Regions from separate parts of the Mus musculus genome. Here regions 1 and 3 are each linked to region 2. Evidence: chromatin contacts called from public Hi-C and HiChIP or PLAC-seq data. All regions are on one chromosome and are shown on one strand. The core of a region is the stretch at or near the end of the contact, and the rest is flanking DNA. Distances in the headings are between cores, read along the strand shown. Region 1 overlaps Exoc3l2 (exocyst complex component 3-like 2). Region 2 overlaps Gm34891 (a long non-coding RNA gene). Region 3 has its middle 13 kb from the start of Ercc1.

Region 1 (4,474 bases), core at 1,737-4,236, 350 kb after region 2:
AAAAGGAGGGGATATGTTCTATGGAGGTGTGGTGAGGTATGAGGGAAGGGGGCGCCTCTGCGGGCCCATGCTGAGGCATCCCTTCTCCCTGAGGGACCAGCCACACAATGGTATAGCATAGAACAGAGTTCATTCAAGGCATGGGGAGGGGAATTAAGAGTAGTAGAGGCAGAGAGAAGGAGAGAGTAGAGAAATCCGGCCATGACCCTGTGGAGAGAGGGGTTAAGGGGGAAGAAATGGGAAAGGGGTGAGGGGACAGAGTGAGAGCAAGAGGAGAAGAGCAAGAGGGAACAAGAGAGGGAGGAGGGAGCAAGCAACCCCTTTTATAGTGGGTCAGGCCTATCTGGCTGTTGCCAGGTAACTGTGGGGTGGAGTCCAGACAGAGTGCTAACAACAAGCACACAGTGGAAGTGTTTCTAAAATTCCTTCCTTGAGGGAATCGTAAACCCTGTCTACCTTCTACCAAGGTCCCAGTGACAAGCTAAGGCACATTTTGCCAAAGTTCAGCTGGAGGACAGAAGTATCATTCGGCTTGCTTCCAGAGCAGGAGTGAGGGCTTACTGATGGCAGCTCTGTATAGATGGAGCCCCAGCCCCTAGCCCTTTCCAGCCATGTCCTTCTCTGAGGCCACATGCACTTAGGAGAGAATTGCATACAACTGGCTGGGAGGGGCTGCTGGCCACTCAGGAGAGGGTCCCATTACCTTTCTTTTGCAAGGGGAGGCCAAGGGCCAACTACCCCAGCTGTGGTGATGCGTTATGCCTGCCCTGCCTGGCTATGGAAGTAGTTTGGCTTGTTAGATGCTCCAATAGAAAGTACAAAACCTGGTAAAGGTTATGTCCTGCCTGGTGAATCCTGAGGACCAAATGCAGGTTGTAAGTGGAGTCAGCAAGTGCCTTCGCCAGGCCCTGGTCTCCAATCTTTACACACTTACATGATGCTCTCTTTAGGGCCACTTCAGACCCATTTGCCTGTTGGTGTTCTGTGATTCCCTCCAACAACCCTGTTAACCTAAGTGCTCTACCACAGAGTCACTCCCTCAGCCCTTCCCGGGGAGACCTGAGGTAAGGTGTAGTCACGGAGCGACAGCCTGGACTGCTGGCCTTCAACTCCGGAGCCTCTCAGCCTCTGGCACAACAGTACATCTGACCTCAGCTGTCTGGATCCTGGCTCCAGTTTGTTGACAGAGTGAATGATTGTGACCCAAAGTGAGAGAGGAAGGCTGAGAGGTCAATGTCTTCCCTCTTCCATTTAGTTTGACAGCTGTACACAGAGCCAAAACCCACTCTGTGTCCAGCTTTTTCAGTTCAATTCTCTTGGTGTGATATTTCCAAGGCTAATCTGAATTGCACCAGGTACTGATCTCTCTCCCAGGCTCTTTAATGATCTACTTATTATTTAACAGTTTTTGTTGTGGTTCTTTGTTTTTGAAACAGGGTTTCTCTGTGTAGCCCTGGCTGTCCTGGAACTCACTCTGTAGACTAGGCTGGCCTCGAACTCAGAAATCGCCTGCCTCTGCCTCCCAAGTGCTGGGATTAAAGGTGTGTGCTACCACTGCCCGGTAGTCATTTCAAAATTTTAAGTTAGATTTATTCGTTTCATTTTATGTGTTTGGCCAGCAAGTACACATGTTCACCCCATTCATGCCTGGTGTCTGAGGAGGTTTGAAGGTGGTGTCAGTCTCTGGAACTGGAATTACTGGCAGTTTTGACCCACCACCTGGGTGCTGGGTACCAAACCCAGGTCCTCTGGAAGAGCAACAACTGCCAAGTCATCTTTCCAGACAATTAAAAACAATGGTTTATTTATTTTTACTTTATGTACATTAGTATTTTGTCTGCATGTGTGAGGAATAACAGAGATGCCCAGTGTAGGTGCTGGGGACTGAACTCTGACCCCGTTTACAAGTCTCCCTTCTGTTTTGAGAAAGGGTCTAGCTTCGTAGCCCAGGCTAGCTTAGAACTCACTATGCAGATCAGGTTGGCTCCCAACTCACAATCCTGCTGAAACACCCCAAGTTGGATATCTAAACATGTGCTGCTACGCTTACCACTGGTTTGTCATCTCACTTTGTTGACAAATGGCACTCCTTGGCACATATGTGCACCCATTTTGTTCACCTGTGTGTCAGCTACTGGACAGTGAGGTGGTTTCAACTTTGACGGCAATGGTCTGGGTGCTATGCAAAGCTGTGCTTAGCAGACAGTGGTTGAAGAGTTCCAGGCTGGCCAAGACCACATATAGAGCTGTCTCAAAAGGGGGAGGGATTCGTGTCCATAATCTCAGCACTTGGAAGCCTGAGGCAGGAGAGTTGAGAGTTAGACTCGCTTAGGCTACATAGCATAGACCACACTCTAGCTGGGTGTGGTGGTGGTGGTGTGCACTCTTAATACCCACTTGGAAGGCAGAAGCGGGTGGATCTCTGAGTGTTCGAGGTCAGTCTAGTTAACAGAGAGTTCCAGAACAGCCAGGGCTACGTAGAGAGACACTGTCTCAAAAAAAAAAAAAATCAGTATTTTCTAGAGCTGGGGGGTCTTGGCTCAGGAGAGAGGGGACTTCCTTGCCTATACACAAGGTGTGTTGGCACCCGCCAGTCATTCAAGCACTTGTAAGAGGATCTAGGTCAAGTACATCCTCATCGATATAGGGAGTTCAAACCCAGCCTAGGCTACCTGAGACTCCAACTGAATAATAAAAATATGCTTGGTCTGGGAGACAGGGATCTGACTGTAAATATATAAGACACAGAAGCCAGACATGGTGGCGCACGTCTTCAGTCCCAGCACTCAATAGGTGGAGGCAGCTGGATCTCTGAGTTCAAGGCCAGCCTGCTCTACATAGTAAGACCTTATAAAAAAAAAGAGCAGTGGGAATCTACATTGCATTTGTTATTCCATTTTATTTAGCATGGGTGTGTAGATCAGGAGACATTTAGGATTCCACCATGTGGGTCCTGGGACCAGGCTCAGTCTGCTAGGCTTGGTGGCAGGCACCGTTCCCCGCCTGATCCCACACACTTTGTAGGGTGGGGTCTTGAGATGTAGTCCAGTCTAGTCTAACACTTCTGTTATTTTGCCTCAGCCCCTGACTGCTGGGATCACAGCCCTGCTGTCGCCAAGCCCGACAATCAAGCTGACTTTTGAATGACAGGGATAGCAAGTCAGACAATGACAGAGCATGGCCACGCTGAGATTAAATACATGTGGAATTGTGCAAGTGCCCACAGTCAGTTCCCCTCTCCTGCTCATCAATGACAGAGGTGTCACTTTCAGAAGGTCAAGGAAGGAGGAGGGACATCCTCTGGGCAAAGAGAAGTTAAGCCACTTCCCAGGGACAGCAGGAAGCAGAGCACAGAGACTGACACCTTCCCCTCTGCAGCACACAGCCCGGAGGCTCAGAGTCTAGAGCCTAGGGCCGCCATGTTGTTACCAATGTCAAGACGTTGCGTGAGGTTCCAACCCCGGCCCCTGTGCTGACCCCTGGCTGCCTCCTCTTTCTGACTTCTTAAGGAAAAAATAAAATAAAACATAACCCGGGCCAGGAAGCATCCATCACGAGCTGTCCAGCTGAGGCCGGAGGGGCAGAGGTCAACAGGGAGGTGACCTCAAGGACTCTGTGGGGATTTGGATCCGGCTGGGCTCCGGCTTGAGAGGCTGGAAAATTTCCCACCCTGAGATTTTCCTGCATCAATCCAGGAGGGCGCCCTGGATGCTGCCAGCCCAACCCCCCAGCTCCTTCCTCTCCCGCCAAGGTTTTCCCCCCACTCGCTAAGCACGGGTGGGGAGGGCTGTGCCAAGCAGACCTAGAAGAACATCAGACACCGGGATGGATAAAACAGCGTTATCTGGCTCAGGACAGACAAGTGCAGGCCTCAGAACCGCAGCTCAAGGACTCGGTATCAACGGCAACTGAGGAGTATCTGGTCATTTGTGGCTTCCCTAGGAGTTGGACCCCGGCCCTGGTGGCCTTGGGTGTGTGCAAGAGAGCTTGGCCCTGGGCCCTGTTTTCCCGCCCCTGCACTTGGGACTCAGCCCTTCCTAGTGTTAAATAGAAACCTCTTTATTCTAAGTATCTACCATTCCTTAATACGTTGGATTGGGGCCAGACCTTGAGGTGAGGGGAAAGGAGGTGGGGCTAGGATATTTCTGTAAAGCCTTCCAGAAGGCTCCCCGCCATGCCATGCTGGGATACAAGGGAGGAGGGTGCGGGGAATGACCCTGGCAGCCTTGGGGGAACTCTTTGCTCGTTCTGGCCTCAGTTTCCCTTCTGGAGGGGATGCTCCGGGCTGGGTGGGTTATCTAAGGAACCTCCTATCCCAGAAGTCGGTGTCTCAGGCAGGGAGTCACGTGGAAGGGAGGAGGGTCTATCAGCAGCAACATGGGCACCGGGTGCCTCAGCGATCGGCTCGGGCTCTAACTGGTGATGGAGGACGAGGCCGCAGGGGCAGACAAGCCAGATTGGGCCTGGCCAGCCG
Region 2 (4,428 bases), core at 146-2,645:
TCCTGCGGGGACTCCCCTGCTACCAGAGGGCTCACACTCATCCTTAGGAGGCAGCAACAGCTCCCAGAATTCTTTTCTGTTGCTGGTTCTGTGGCCTTGAACGTGGAACTTCACCCTTCCCCCTGCTCCAGCCTCAGTTTCCTCTAGCACTGAGCTCCAGGGTGCTAGAGAGCAAGACTTTGCTGCGGATGCTGAGTGCCCGAGCTCTGTGTGAGATCCTGAACCAGCCAGTCCATTGCTCCTTGCCTCGGTTTCCTCAGCTATGGAATGAGGGCATCTGGTTTGGTGATGGTTAAGGCTCCACGTGGGGAAGAGACAGCTTGTACTGCACAAAATGTTACCTCCTAAGTCTCTGGATTTTTCTTTTCTTTTCTTCTTTTTTCCTTTTTTTCTTTTTTCTTTCTTTCTTTCTTTCTTTCTTTCTTTCTTTCTTTCTTTCTTTCTTTTTTTTTCCTTGTTTCTCAAGACAGGGTTTCTCCGAGTCCTGGCTGTCCTGGAACTCTCTGGCCTCAGAGATCCACCTGCCTCTCCCTTTCTCACAGCCTGGCTTTTTTTTCTTCCTTTCTTTCTTTTTTTTTTTTTTTTTTTTTTTTGGTTTTTCGAGACAGGGTTTCTCTGTATAGCCCTGCCCTGGAACTCACTCTGTAGACCAGGCTGGCCTCGAACTCAGAAATCCGCCTGCCTCTGCCTCCCAAGTGCTGGGATTAAAGGCATGCGACACCACGCCCGGCCTCTTTTTTTTTTTTTTTTAATTTATTTTTGTTGTTCTGTTTTGTTCTGTACGGAGTGTCTCACTATGCAACCCTGGCTTTCCTGGAACTCACAGAGATCCCCCAAACTCTGTCTCCAGAGTACTGAGCGTAAAGGCGAGTATCATATTGGCCTGTTTTTCTTTGTCTTGTTGCAGTCCTGGGGACTACGTACAAAGCCTCCCACTTGCTATTCTAGAAAAGCCTACCACCACCAAATTACACTCCCATCCCCCACCCCAGCGGTGGTTCTCAACGTGTGGGTCGCGATTCCCACGGGCGGAATATCAGATACCCTGTATACCAGACAACACACATTCTGATTCATAACAGTAGCAAAATTACCGTTATGAAGTAACAATAAAAATAATGTTACGGTTGGGAGAGTCTTCACAATGTGAGGAGCTGTATTAAAGGGTCCTATCGTTAAGAAGGGCAAGAACCACCACACGGAGTCCAATTCAAGATACTTAGGAGACCGGGGCAGGAAGAGCACAAATCAAGGCGAGCCCTGGTGAGCCTGTCACAAAATAAACAGTGAACGCTGTGTGGATGACTCAGTGGGTAAAGTTCACTCTGTTCAAACACACAGACCTGAGATCGTATCCTGAGCACCCACAGGAAAGCAGAGCGCATGGCAGTAGACACGTGTTAGACCAGCGCTGGGGCAGGTGCAGGAGAACGGATCCCTGGGGCTTACTGGCCTGCCAGCCTAGCAGAGACAGCTCTGGTTGTAGAAGAATCTCAAATTATAACACAGAAGCCAGGTGTGTTGATTGAAGCCTTTGTTCCCAGCACTTGAGAGGCAGAGGTAGGCGGATCTCGGTGAGTTCAAGGCCAGCCTGATCTACAGAGCAAGTTCGAGGACAGCTGAAGACAGGAAGAAATAGGAACCAAGTCCAAAGATACAAGGGGACATGAGGGGACACAAGAGGCCCAAAGGGGCTTCTTTCTTTCTCTTCCCATTACCCTTTAGCCTTCCCTTTTTAATCTTCCTCTTTTTCAGTATCGGGCTTCTCTGTGTGGCCCAGGCTGTCCTGGAACTCTCTATGTAGACCAGGCTAGTCTCCAAATTATAGAGATCCCCCTGTCTCTGCCTCCCAAGTGCTGGGATTAAAGGCGTAATCCACTGCATTTCTGCTTTGTTGTGTTGTTTGTTTTTTTAGTTTAGTTTGGTTAGTTTTATTTTATCATCATTTTTAGGGACAGAGTTCCATGTAGTCCATGCTAGCCTCATGGACTTACTAAGTCACCAAGGATAACCTCGAACCTGTGGCCCTACTGTGAGCACCACCACCCTGTTTCTTGGGGTGCTAGAGACTGAACTCCATGGTTACAATGTCTAGGTGAGCACTCTACCAAGGAACTACATGGCCAGGCCTGTTTTTCTGGCTGGACTCAGACTCACTATGTAACCCAGGCTACCTTTGGGTTCCTGATCCTTCCGCCTCCACCTCCCAAGTGCTGGGATCACTGCTGTGCCTTCCTCGCTGTGCCCAGCTCAAGTTCACTTTTATTTATTTGTGCTTGTCCTTTTTACACATTTCCAACCACAGGGTCTGGGATCTGGAGCCTCACACGAACACTCTACTCTGAGTCCCAGCCGCAGAGCTGATAGGCTGACTACCCCCCTCCCAACAGGTCTATGGCCTTTTGGTATGTCTTTACCTTCTCAGAACCATGGCTAGGGAGAAGAGGGAAGGAGGGCAGCACAAATGCCGCAAGTGTCCCTGCAGATCTATCCAGGACGTATGTCCAAACCAAACAGAAGAGCCTTGTGAGTTTTCAGGGAGGAACTGGCCACAAAGCCCAGAGCAACTGCCACCCACTCCTGTGAGGCAGGGGTGGGGCCTGCTCCTGTGCCTATGCCTGGCACTGGCTCCAGCTGCTTCCTTACACTCCTTTGGTGATCTGGGAAAGCAGAGAGCCATCCTGGGTCACACCGGGTGGCATCAGGCCACAGTTAAGAGCGTTATTTTGTAAACCAAGCATGATAGCACATGCCTTTAATCCTTGCACTGACAGGTGGATCTCTTTGAGTTCAAGGTCAGCCTGATTTTTAGTGAATCCCAGGACAGCCAAGGTTACACAGAGAAACCCTGTCATAAACAGAACAGGAGGATCACTGTGTGTTGCTGCTTGGGGGTTTTGTTTAACATTTATCTAATGGGTGGAGATGGTTAGAGAACACAAAGTGCATATGATGTCAAAAGATAGCTCCCAGGAGTCCATTCACTCCTTCTATCATAGAAGTTTCAGGAATCGAACTCAGGTCCTTGGCCTCGGCAGCAGGCATCTTTACCTGCTTCGCCTTGCCCTAGTCAAGGGCTTAAGAAGGTTTGTTTAATAGTCTGGCAGTCATAGTCTACATTTCTGCCATTTTACTTTATTTCTCTGTTCAGGAGTTTTTTGTTTTTTTGTTTTTGTTTTTGTTTTTCCTGGTTTTTTTTTTCTTTTTTTTTTAATTACGTATTTTCCTCATTTACATTTCCAATGCTATCCCAAAAGTCCCCCATACCCTCCCACCCACTCCCCTACCCACCCACTCCCACTTTTTGGCCCTGGCATTCCCCTGTACTGGGGCATATAAAGTTTGCAAGTCCAATGGGCCTCTCTTTCCAGTGATGGCCGACTAGGCCATCTTTTGATACATATGCAGCTAGAGTCAAGAGCTCCGGGGTACTGGTTAGTTCATAATGTTGTTCTACCTATAGGGTTGCAGATCCCTTTAGCTCCTTGGGTACTTTCTCTAGTTCCTCCATTGGGGGCCCTGTGATCCATCCAATAGCTGACTGTGAGCATCCACTTATGTGTTTGCTAGGCCCCAGCCTAGTCTCACAAGAGACAGCTATTGTTCAGGAGTTTTTGTTTGCTTTCTGTTGTTTTCTCTTTTTGTTTAATTTTGGGGTGGGGGAATAGTTATTTTGTTCGGCTCTTTCTTTCTTTCTTGGTTTTATTCATTTTGAGACAGGGTTTCTCTGTGTATCCCTGGCTATTCTGGAACTTGCTCTGTAGACCAGCCTGGTCTCGAACTCAGAGATCCACCTGCCTCTGCCTCCTGAAGAAATAGCATAAACAGAACAGGAGGATCACTGTGTGTTGATCAAAGGTGTGCGCCACCACCACCCTGTACTTCTTGGCTTTGTATGAGGAGCTCTTGTAGCTCAAGCTGGTCTCAAACGACTTATGTTGTGGAGGGTGATCTTGAATTCCTGCTTCTGCTTCGTGACGGATGGGATTAGAGGCTCGCACTGCCACAGCAGTTGATGGAGTGCTAAGGATGAAATCCAGGGCTTTGTGCATGCTAGGCAAACACTCTACCACTGAGCCCTATGCTCTGATTTTGAGGCTGAGGTAAAGAGGTGTGAGTGGGTTAGCAATGAGGAGAGGCCTCTGCTAAGAGTCTACGCAGAGGTAGGTGTCTGATGCTACAGTTCAGATGGGAGAATTCACTGTCTCTGGCTGTCTATCTGGGCCAGGGCAGCTATCTTAGAATCTATCCATGTGGGCAGAGAAGCCCAGGCATGCAGGAACCAAGAAAGTGAGGCCAGGAATGGGGAGGACACCAGGAGGAGGGTGGAAGCAAGAGTAGCTAGGGCACAAGAGGAAGGTCGACCAGAAGTCAAGCCTGTGCCCTCACATCTCAGTTCCCACACCACCTAGGAGGCCAAACCTATGA
Region 3 (4,217 bases), core at 286-2,785, 510 kb after region 2:
CAGTCACCTCCCTGTCCACAGACATAGACTGAGCTAGAGCCTGGCCCTGAGAGTCTCTGTGGTCCTCGCTGGCTGATGTGAGCATCTTACAGTGCACTGTGGATGAGATACGGATGAGGGTTAAGCTGCATTCATGGCCAAGCACCAGGCCTAGCACAAAGAAGAGCCATAAAAATGTAAAAAATGTATGTTGGGGTCCATCAGGTAAAGGCACTTGTTACCAAGTCTGACCACAGAATTCAGTTATGGGGACCCAGGCCACAAAGTTGTCTTCTGACCTCCACATGACCTCCAAAGCCCACAGGCATGGTTGGTTGGTTTTTGGTGTTCTCTCTCTCTCTCTCTCCCTCCCTCCCTCCCTCCTTCTCCCTCTCTCTCTGTCTCTCTCTCTGTCTCTGTCTCTCTCTCTCCCTCTCTCTCTCCCTCTCTGTGCGTGTGCATGTGCGTGTGTGTGTGTGTGTGTGTGTGTGTGTGTGTGTGTGTGTGTGTGAAAAGAGGGCCCATTACACAGCCTTAGCTGTGGCTAGCCTGGCGCTGGGTATGTAAACCAGGCTGGCCTTTCTTAGAGACATCTTGCCTGCTTCTCCTCCTGAGTGCTGGGACTAAAGGAGTATATATACCACACTGCTTGGCAGATAAACTTTCAAAGTGTATGATGGGACCATAGAGATGGCTCAGTGGGTAAAAATGCTCATTACAAAGGCCTGGAGGAACCCGTATAAAGGCATGTACATTAGTGTACACACACACACACACACTGGTTTTTTAAAAATGTAAAAGCCACTTTTTGATGGTGTAAGCCATCCCAGCATTTAGAAATCAGAGGCAAGAGGTTCTCTGATAGTGAGGCCCTGTCTCAAGACAGAGGATAATATAAAATAGATAAATAGATAGATAGATAGATAGATAGATAGATAGATAGATAGAGAAAGAGAGACAGAAAGACAGAGAGACAGGACAGACAGAGGGAGACTAAGAGAGACAGAGGACAGAGGCAGACAGACATGGGGGTGGGGTGGGAGAAGGCACAGACAAGCAGATCTCAGTGAGACCCTGTCTCAAAGAGAAGAGAGAAGAGAAAGGAAGATGCAAAGAGGGAAGGGGAGAGAGAGAGAGAGGGAGAGAGAGAGAGGGAGAGAGAGAGAGAGAGAGAGAGAGAGAGAGAGAGAGAGAGAGAGAGAGAGAGAGAGAGAGAGGTTATCTACACATAGAGAGGCAGAAAGAGACAAGAGGAGTTGGGGGAGGGGAGAGATCCAAGCTGAAGTTGCGGCATGCTACCTTGCAGTCAGCTCAAGAGCCCTTGTTGCAATCTCCCCCCGGGGGCGGGGGTGTCTGCGTGCCTCGGTTTCCTTATTCCGCCGCGATATCCCCCCTCCTAACTGCGCCTGGGGCTCCTGGAAGATTCTGTGCGGCGGTGACTCAGGCGCGTCCCCGGCTCCCCAGGCGCGCACGGCCTCGGCCACCCGCGCGCGCGCTGGGTCCATTTTTACCCGAACGCCGCTAAAAATAGTCACCGCGCTGCTGCGAAGCGGAGCCCGAAATAGCGGCCGCCAGATAAGGCAGCGACGACTCAGCGCTTCCGGGGAGCGGAAGGCACCCAGGAGGCGGCCCCGCGGTCACCGCGGCCAGCCCTGCCCGGATCTGCACCCCCACCCCGCCTGGCCCCGTCAGGTCCTGCATCGGTCTGTCCATCCGACCTCCGTATCTGTCTGTCCATCTCACCCCTGTGGGGATCACGGGGTCCCGGGAGGCAGCTGGGCTGGGTGTTGGTGTGAGTCCCCGGAGGTGGCTGGAGTTGGGACCTGGCGTCTGACCTTTGGTCCCTTCCTTGGTTTTGTTTGTTTGTTTGTTTGTTTGTTTTTGAGGCAGGGTCTTGCAATGTAGCCTGGCAGTTCTGGAACTTGCTCTGTAGACCAGGCTGGCTTCAAACTCACAGACATATATGCCTGTTGCCACCTACTGAGTGCTAAGATCGAAGGCAGGGACCACATCTGGTCTTTTTGTGTTATTTTAAAATATATATATATTGTTCCTTTATTTTTAGATAGAGTCTCAATATGTAGCTCTGGCTGGCCTGGAATTCACAATGTAGACCAGGCTATGATTCAACTCAGAGATATCTGACTCTGCTTCCTGAGTGCTGGGATTAAAAGTGTAGCATGCATGGGTATTCATTTATTGCTTTAAAATATCTTAAATATATGCTTTATTTATTACTTATTTATGTACTTATTTATTTACTATGTATGTCTGTGGAGGTGAGAGGTGAAGGTACTGTCTTCAGTTGCTTCCCATACTCTGAGTCAAGGGCTCTCAGTAAGCCTGGGGCTAGCTCACTCACTGGCCACACTGGCTGACCACAGAGCCCAAGGAATCCTCTGGTCTCTGCCTCTGCAGCTAACACTGTGTGCAACCACACCCAGCTTTGTACCTGGACGCTTGGGATTGTTGTGGTTAAACTGTGGAGTCATCTCCTGGTCTCCTACTCCACACATTTTTGGGGGCGTCTTGCTATGTAGTCCTGACTGGCTTGATACTTGCCAGCTTAATTTCTGTTTTTTTGGGGGTTTTTGTTTGTTTGTTTTTTCAAGACAGGGTTTCTCTGTGTAGCCTAGGCTGTCCTGGAACTCACTCTGTAGACCAGACTGGCCTCGAACTCAGAAATCCACCTGCCTCTGCCTCCAGAGTGCTGGGATTAAAGGCTTGTGCCACCACCCCCAGCTTTAATTTCTATTTTTTAAATGATGTGTTTATTATTGATGTTGTTACTTTGTTTTTAGAGACAGAGTTTCTCTTTGTAGCCCAGGCTGACCTTGAACTCACAGAGATCTGCCTCTGCCTCCTGAGTGCTGGGATTAAAGGCATGAGCAGTTATTTTTATAGAAGTGTGCATGCCTGAATGAGCTTGTGTGCATTGCATGCTTGTAGGATCCTCTGGAGACCTGAAAATGGCGTCATATCCCCTAGAATGGGAGTTACAAGGGGTAGTGAGCCACTCAGAGTATTAGGAACCAAACATAGTAACCTCTACAAGAGCAGTGAGCATCAGGGTCCCCAATGGAGGAGCTAGAGAAAGAACCCAAGGAGCTGACGGGTCTGCAGCCCCATAGGAGGAACAACAATATGAACTAACCAGTAACCCCAGAGCTCCTAGGGACTAAACTACCAATCAAAGAAAACACATGGTGGAACTTGTGGCTCCAGATGCATATGTAGCAGAGCATGGCCTAGTTGGTCATCAATGGGAGGAGAGGCCCTTGGTCCTATGAATGCTCTATGTCCCAGTATAGGGGAATGACAGGGCTAGGAAGTAGGAGTAGGTGGGATGGGGAGCAGGGGAAGGAGGGCGGGAGGATAGGGGATTTTTGGAGGGGAAACCAGGAAAGGGGATAACATTTGAAATGTAAATAAAGAAAATAATAATAATAATAATAATAATAATAACAATAAAGAATAAAGAGCAGGCTGACTGCAGTGGAGCAGTCTCTCCAGCCCTACATTTCTATCATTTCCTTTTTCTTGGATGGGTGAGGCTTTCACTGTGCAGCCCAAGGCCAGCCTTAAACTCTCAATCCCCTGCCTCAGCCTCAGTCTCCTCTGTATTATTACAAGTGTGTGCCCTCACACCAGGCCTTATTTCCTTATTTTATTAACTTTGTGTGTGTGTGTGTGTGTGTGTGTGTGTGCACATGCACAGTTGAACACATATGTACAGGCCAGAGGTTAACCTCCAGTGTCATTCCTCAGATCCTGCCCATGTATTTTATTGAGATTTTATATATTTTTATGTTTTCTGGATGAGTGTTTGCCCTGCCTGTATGGTGGCACCAGTGTGTACAGTGCCCTTGGAGGTCAGAGAAAGCTGTGAGATCTCCTGCAGCTGGTTGTGAGCTGCCATGTGGACACTGGGTCCTCTGGAAGAGCAGCTGGTGCTCTTTGCCCTCTGTACTGGGCCTTTTCTTTTGAGTCAGGGTCTCCCACTAGCCTGAAACCTGCTCAGTAAACTAGCCAAGGACCCCTAGGGATCTGCCTGTCTCTGGCTCCTCAGAGCTGTGCTTATAAGCACAAGGGGCCAAGCCCAGCGTTTTCTGTATGCTTTTAAAGTGGGTTAATTCAGGTCCCGCCTTGTGCAAGGCAAGCACTTTACCAACTCAACTACCTCCCAGGTCCTTATTTACTATTTTTGACTGACGTCATAATTATACACATTCATGAGG

The links. A called contact is a pair of places that touch in the nucleus more often than the background predicts. HiChIP or PLAC-seq counts read pairs in DNA pulled down with a chosen protein or histone mark.
Region 1: a contact with region 2 is called in a Hi-C map of liver, with 2.2 times the contacts expected there. The contact joins two enhancer-like sites. A contact is called at or near these places in 2 of 484 Hi-C or Micro-C datasets (the G1E-ER4 cell line and liver) and 1 of 115 datasets of contacts at active chromatin or transcription factors (embryonic stem cells).
Region 3: a contact with region 2 is called in a FOXA1 HiChIP or PLAC-seq map of pancreatic cancer cells. The contact joins two enhancer-like sites. A contact is called at or near these places in 3 of 39 promoter capture datasets (embryonic stem cells, liver and pre-B cells) and 1 of 115 datasets of contacts at active chromatin or transcription factors (pancreatic cancer cells).

What each region holds. Positions count from the first base shown.
Region 1 is chr7:19,495,168-19,499,641 of GRCm38.p6, reverse strand. It overlaps Exoc3l2 (exocyst complex component 3-like 2), which reads right to left. Exons shown (of 12, transcript NM_001370800.1): 12 at 2,880-4,474. The coding sequence ends at 4,394. Among named protein-coding and RNA genes, the nearest start is that of Bloc1s3, 11 kb to the left of the region's middle. Within about 2 kb of position 2,986, at least 25 of the 459 cell types and tissues checked have an H3K27ac peak or open chromatin away from gene starts, as enhancers often do. A contact at or near this core is called in liver, where this site is marked.
Region 2 is chr7:19,838,803-19,843,230 of GRCm38.p6, reverse strand. All of the region lies in intron 1 of Gm34891 (a long non-coding RNA gene), which reads right to left. Among named protein-coding and RNA genes, the nearest start is that of Gm19345, 11 kb to the left of the region's middle. Within about 2 kb of position 1,395, at least 67 of the 459 cell types and tissues checked have an H3K27ac peak or open chromatin away from gene starts, as enhancers often do. A contact at or near this core is called in liver and pancreatic cancer cells, where this site is marked.
Region 3 is chr7:19,330,284-19,334,500 of GRCm38.p6, reverse strand. No RefSeq gene overlaps it. Among named protein-coding and RNA genes, the nearest start is that of Ercc1, 13 kb to the left of the region's middle. Within about 2 kb of position 1,535, at least 252 of the 459 cell types and tissues checked have an H3K27ac peak or open chromatin away from gene starts, as enhancers often do. A contact at or near this core is called in liver and pancreatic cancer cells, where this site is marked.